2 separate regions of the Mus musculus genome follow, and region 1 is linked to region 2. Evidence: chromatin contacts called from public Hi-C data. All regions are on one chromosome and are shown on one strand. Each heading gives the region's core, a stretch centred on a gene start, on an enhancer-like site or on the middle of the called end of the contact. The rest is flanking DNA. Distances are from core to core; before and after follow the strand shown. Region 1 has its middle 20 kb from the start of Gm15942. Region 2 overlaps Gm41302 (a long non-coding RNA gene).

Region 1 (3,389 bases), core at 304-2,803, 600 kb before region 2:
ATGGGGCAATCATAGCCATAGTCATTAGGACCACATCAGGGAAAAAGACAGATGAAGTCTCAGAAGGTCAATAATTTTTGTTTCATTATATCCGTTCATTATAGAAATCCATCCCTCCCCCTCTTTTCTTTTATTGATTTTTTTTTGAGACAGGATTTCTATGTGTACCAGTCCTGGCTGTCCTGGAACTTGCTTTGTAAACTAGGCTGTCCGTGAACTCACAGAAATTCCCCTGCCTCTCAAGCACTGGGTGTGAACCACCATGCCCAGCTAATTTTTCTCTTTTCACAAATCACTTCCACTCTGACACGTTTGAAGAGCAGCAATGTTACCAGGGAGATGTGAGCCTACTTATATGTAGGTTTACACTGAGCAGAAGAGTCAGAAAATAACAGGGCTATGTTTTTCCCATCGCCACTGAGACCATCGTCAGTCAGCCTTTTGTTCCTTTTGACTCGTGGATAGAAATGTCTAGGAGGAATGTAAAAATAGAAGATAAAATGAAAATATCATTTGGTCTACCAATTTCATTCTTGGCTGATTTTGCTTCATACAAAGTTTTGACTGGGTTCCGTAGTTAAAAATAACTTCCCTGTGTACGTGAAACTTCTCTTGGGTAAGTGGCTGTGTATCTGCTTATGTTTATGCATGCCTGGAAATTCTGCCGACTACGGAGGTCTGCAGCAGCTGATGTGGAATGAAAACAGTCCTGGGAAGAGAATTTGAATGAAGTGTTGAATACATTTAAAATTATTATTCAAATGACTGCAAAAGTTCAGTTTCATAAAGTCAGAACAACTGGAGACCTGGACCAACACTTCCTATTTCTCGTTTTCCAAGGAGCCGTGACATAGCTGACATGCCCAGCTCTCAGCAGCCATAATGTTGCAAGTCCCATTTTGGATTTCACTGGAAAGGGAGATGCCAGTGTCTCTCTGCTGGTGTTGGGAGGGTAGTCACTGGCAAGAGGCAACTGCAAACACAGTAGATGACACTTTGACAGGCAGTGGAACTTTCTTGCCTGTATGACCAGCTTTCTGTGTGTGTAGGCCACAGTGTGGGTGGCCTCAGACTGGTGGAGAGTCTGTACACCTGGGCCTGTGGCTCTCTGTCCTCCTGGGAGGGACGATGGCAGGGGTGTTTGTGTCTCCCAGTGAGGACCCTGTCATGAACCCCTTGTCCACTCTGCAGATCTGACCTACTATTATCATTCACATGAGAGTCCGTTTCCTCAGGGCCTCTGTGTCTCACCCACCTTCCATCTCAGAGAGAGGGACTGTGTGTCTCGGGATGGTTTAGGTAGAATTTTTGGATCGTACCAGGTTTGCAAGACTAGGGATATGGAAAAATAGGGGGGATGTGAGCATGGCAGAGGTGACAGGAGGTGAACAGTGTGTCTCTCATCCATGGAAAGGCACAACGGAGCTTCTTTCTACCACAAGTGCCCTAATGTGAAGGGTGGAAATGAGGCCAATCAGTGCTGATTTGCTTCCAGATGGGATGATGCAGCCAAGGCCTGAAACAGATTTTGGAAACAATTCAGTCAGCTGTAATGTGAACCCAAAGACATGCTCTCAAGGCTGCTGGGTTTTCCACACTTGTCTGGCAGCCTAGTGCTTCTCAGGCCCAGCTGCTGCTGCTGCTGCTCTGTCTTATCACCAAGCTCTGGGGTTCAGACAAGGGAGAGAGAGGTGTTGCAACAATTCCTGGGAAAAGGACCGTGCACTGGGGCAGCTGAGGAGGTGCTGAGCTCTATTAGAAAGGCTCTGTGCTTAGGGAAGAGAGGAAGGGGTTGTTTTTCCCTCATTCACAGTGGGCTGGGGTGATGCTGGCCAGTACCTGGGCTTGGAAGTGAAGTCTGCATAGTCTTCCAGAGAAGCCAGAGGTGGTCAGAACCTGAGAGCACATAAGCCAGGCCTACAACAGTGGCTGTCAGGCTTCTTAGGACCACGTTTGCTTATCCATCGCACACCTGCCTCCCCTGGGATCCTCGGGGCTAGGCCGTCCAAACAAGCCCCATGCACAAAGTTGGAGGACCACAGCACTATAAATAGCTAGAATGCTCAAGGGATGACAAATATGTCACCCAATCTGAGGGTGGAAGGTCACCCAGGTCTTGTCATGGAGAAAAGGGCTTTCCCCTTCTGCCTAACAGTTAGTGGGTATGGGGTTTTGATAGTTGTAGTTGTTGTAGTTAAACATGCACTCATGCATTCACTTTCATGACCATGGAATGTCTGATATGTGATAAAACATGAACTAAGGGAAAAGGTATGGTCTTGGCTGCCAAGGATAGGGTATTATGGGAAGATGGTGGGGTCTGTTTACAACTGTCACTATGCCCACTTAAGGTAGCTGCACAGAGACCTGGAAGCACATGTTTTAGAGTGACTATGTAACCTGACTGGAACACAGCTTCAGCTAAGCGTTCATGGAGTGACTGTAGCCAAGGAACATGTGGGCGGGGGAGCATTTACAGTTAGTCATGGTGAGGAAGAACACTCCAAGTGGAAGAAATACAAACAGGACTGTGTTTGTCCTGAGAAATTACCACAGACTTGATATCTGAAATACAAGAAACTGACTTATTATTCTGTAGATCTGAAGGCTGCCATGGGTCTCACTGGGCTAAAATCAAGGTATTGGCAGGGTTCATTCATGCCTTTCTGAAACGATCTAAGGAATTATGTATTCGTATACCTTTGCTAGCTAAGAGGGGTGCCCGCATTTCAAAGACAGAATCTTCACATCACCGCTTGCCTGCATTTCTAGACTCATGAAACATATGAAGTTGTTAACCTTAATCATGCCCCTTTCCTGGTGGTATAACAATTCAGTTTTCTGAGGAGAGAAACAAGAACATCTTTGAGGCCGTTATTCTGCCCACCATAAGGGCATCATGGGTGTCTGAGCAGGTGGAGAACGCAGGGCAGATATGTTATGGCTGGAGGGAATGAGGGCATTCTGTTTAGGGACAGAGTGTGTATGTAGCCGTGTGGGCCATTGAATTCTTATGTTTTTAAAAACCACAACAACAATAACAACAAACCAGATGAAACAAGAAAGGACACTTTTGGGATTGGAGGGATGGATCAGTGGTTAACGCATCGGCTGCTCTTCCAGAGGACCTGAGCTTGGCTCCCAGCAGCCACATCAGGGAGCTCACAACTGCCTGCAATTCCACCTCCAGTGATTCAGCTTCTTCTCCTGGTGTCCAGGGGCTTCCCTAAACACATGCACATACATGTACATGCACAACCCCCCCACTCATGTATGCATATTCACATGCATATACACACATGCACATGCACACACATATACATAAATAATCTTTAAAAGAATAAATATGAATAAATACTAATCTTATAATAAATAATACATCTTTTTAA
Region 2 (3,267 bases), core at 652-3,151:
ATAAACATTGTAAGCTGATAAAGCAAAGTCTAAGACACCTGTTTGCAACAGTTAATTTCCATTGCTAGCTACTTGACATCCAGAATCACTTGGACAGACATCTGGGCATGCTTGTAAGTCTCCTTTCCTTCCTTCTTTCCTTCCTTCCTTCCTTCCTTCCTTCCTTCCTTCCTTCCTTCCTTCCCTCTTTCCTTCCTTCCCTCTTTCCTTCCTTCCTTCCTTTTTAGTTGTGAGTACCCCTGTGTGTCTGTGTTTGGGAATGTGCATGTGAGTGTAGTCCCTATCATGGCCAGAAGAGGGGATCAAATCCCTTGGAGCTAGAGTTACGACATCAGCTGCTGCCCATACTGAGGTCGTCCGGAAGAGCATGGAGCACTCTGAAGCATTGCACCATCTCTCGGGTCAGGGATTGCTTTAATTGAGTTAGTTGAGATGGAAACAGCCACCCACTGTGGGTAGCACTGTTCCCTGAACAGATTGCTTGAAAGAGAGAGAGCTGTGTGAGCACCAGAGTGTGCAGAGTGGTCTTAGTCAGGTTAATATTGAGTGACTGGGGACTCAGTTTAAACTAGCTCAGCTATACACTGGTATTTAGTTCACTGACAGGATAGGCTAGGGTGTGGCTACAACAGACTTTGTTTCTTCTTCCTTCCTTCCTCCCTCCCTTCCTTCCTTCTCTCCCTCACTCCCTCCTTTCTTCCTTTCCTCCTACCTTCCCTCCCTCCTTCCTTTGTTGCTACCTTCCCTCCTCCCTTCCTTCCTTTCCTCCCTCCCTTCTTCCTTCCTTCCCTCTCTCCCTCCCTCCTTCCCTCTCTTCTTTCCCTCCCTCCCTTCCTTCCTTCCTTCTCTCCTTCCTTTGTTCCTACCTTGCCTCCTACCTTCTCTCCCTCTTTCCCCCTTCCCTATTTCCTTCCTTCTCTCCTTCCTTCCCCCCCCCTCTCTCCTTTCTTCCTTCCCTCCCTCCCTCCCTTCCTCCCTCCCTCTCTCCTTCCTTCCTTCCTTCCCTCCCTCCCTCTCTCCGTCCATCCTTCCTTCTTTCCTTCCTTCCTTCCTTCCTTCCTTCCTTCCTTCCTTCCTTCCCTCCTTCCCTTCTTCCTTTCTTGCTTGCTTCTCTGTATATGGAAGCTCCTCTTTTGCCTCCAAAGGCTGACTCATTCCATGTAGGCACCATGGCTGCTGAATACTTTCTGCCAGCTTTCCCAATCCAGCCATCTGGGACAGGAGTGTGCAAACTTCCACTGCCACCTCCCAGAGACCCACAATCTTAGAAAGTGTCATGGCTACATTAAAATGGGATGCTTGACTGGCCCCTATAACTACACTGTATGATTGAAATCAGGGAGGAGTTTCCTCCCGAAAGGTGTGTGTGTGTGTGTGTGTGTGTGTGTGTGTGCACGAGAGAGTGTGGTGTGTGTGTGCATGTGGATGTGTGTGTGTGTGTGTGTGTGTATGTGCATGTGGATGTGTGGGTGAGTGTGGGTGTGCATATGTGGGTGTGCATATGTGGGTGTGGGTGGGTGTGCACGCTCTCGAGAGAGTGTGATGTGTGTGTGCATGTGTGTGTGTGTGTGTACTCGAGAGAGAGAGAGAGAGAGAGAGAGAGAGAGAGAGAGAGTGTGTGTGTGGTGTGTGTGTGTGCATGTGGATGTGTGGGTGTGTGTGGGTGTGTGGGTGTGTGTGGGTGTGCACGAGCATGTGCACTAGAAGCCAACATATTATTCAAAACAACTTATTTCCCTGCTGTGTTCCCAGGCAGTGCTACGGAACTGAAACAGGACTGGAACTCTGCCCGCTGCCCTGCGAGACTTGGAGCACGTGTTCTCCACTCTCTGCAGAGACACATAAGTCTCATCTAAGGCTCCCTCTCATGAGGCCAGTGGAAAATGCATGGGTGTGACAGCATGTGCTCCTGGAATTGGTGTGTCATCAGAACAAGGAGAAAGTATGAGGAGGCGGGCGGAAGAGCACACAGGGATGTGTTGGTGGCCATTTCCCAGGCTTCTCAGGAGCAGACTGGCTGATTCTGTTACAGAGAGTTTCCTTGACTGCATGGCGATTTATATCTTCACTTCAGCTTCTGCCATGGAGAGCTCAATAAATCAGTGTGTGGTTTAATACAAGTTGCACACAAGGAACGGAATGAACGTTTATGACTGAGAAGGTAAACAAAAAGAGTCGAAGGCTTGGTGATCATACTTTGAAACTGCCATGCCGAGGACCAATTCCAACTTGAGGAGTGAAGGAGTGGCCCACAACTGTGGAGTGGGCAGAGAGGAGTCTCTCAGAATCCTGCTGGTGCTCCGCTGAGGAGCCTCCAAGTTGGGGGGTTGGAAGCAGATTGCTTTCTCCATTTTTCACTCTCCCCTCCACCCACAGCCACAGAATGTAGGCACAGAGGTGGTCTTAGAGTGGGTCCAGAGAGATGGCTCAGCAGTTAAGGACACTGGCAGCTCTTCCAGAGGATCGGGGTACAAATCCCAGCATCCACATGGTAGCTCACTGCAGTCTGTAATTCCAAGATCTTACACTCTCACATAGTCATACATGTAGGTAAAACACTAATGCACATACAAGAAAAGGTAAAATAATAATAATTATTATTTTATTAATAAAGATCCTAGAGTTAATTACTTTTTGATTCAGAGACACAAACACAAGGAAATGGCTATGTCTGTAAAGCAAGATGACCAGAGCTGAGAACTTGATCCCCCAGGATGTAGAGAAAATAAATGTCTTGGGGGTCAGAAGGTTAGGAAGTCAGAGTCCTTGGGAAACGGCATTTTTCACTTTCTCATCTGTGACACTTCAGATTTAAGCAGTCTTAAAACCTAGAATTGAAATAAATTGAACTTTGAAAGGTAAGTGAAGCCAGGTGGTGGTGGCGCACGCCTTTAATCCCAGCACTTGGGAGGCAGAGGCAGGTGGATTTCTGAGTTCGAGGTCAGCCTGGTCTACAGAGTGAGTTTCAAGACAGCCAGGACCACACAGAAAAAACCTCTCTCAAAAAAACCCAAAAAACCAAAACCAAACCAAACCAAAACAAACAAACAAACAAACAAAAAACAAAAAAACAAAAAAGGAGGAGAGGAGGAAGAAGAAGAGGAAGAAGAGATCTAGTCTACCAAAGCAAAACAAAAACAGTAGAAATCAACAGATTTTGGAATTAGACTTTTAATTACTTAACAGTGAAATGGGTTTTAAAATAGTGAATTTTTTTTTTTTTTTTTTTGATGATCTCTCTATGTAGTTCTGGCTGTCCTAAAACTC

The links. A called contact is a pair of places that touch in the nucleus more often than the background predicts.
Region 1: a Hi-C map of cerebral cortex shows a contact between it and region 2, with 2.2 times the contacts expected there. The contact joins two enhancer-like sites. A contact is called at or near these places in 3 of 484 Hi-C or Micro-C datasets (cardiomyocytes, cerebral cortex and cortical neurons).

What each region holds. Positions count from the first base shown.
Region 1 is chr15:37,718,490-37,721,878 of GRCm38.p6, reverse strand. It overlaps a transcript of Ncald not described here. Among named protein-coding and RNA genes, the nearest start is that of Gm15942, 20 kb to the right of the region's middle. Within about 2 kb of position 1,553, at least 48 of the 459 cell types and tissues checked have an H3K27ac peak or open chromatin away from gene starts, as enhancers often do. A contact at or near this core is called in cerebral cortex, where this site is marked.
Region 2 is chr15:37,123,080-37,126,346 of GRCm38.p6, reverse strand. It overlaps Gm41302 (a long non-coding RNA gene), which reads left to right. Exons shown (of 3, transcript XR_875170.3): 3 at 1,753-2,320. Among named protein-coding and RNA genes, the nearest start is that of Gm41301, 11 kb to the left of the region's middle. Within about 2 kb of position 1,901, at least 15 of the 459 cell types and tissues checked have an H3K27ac peak or open chromatin away from gene starts, as enhancers often do. A contact at or near this core is called in cerebral cortex, where this site is marked.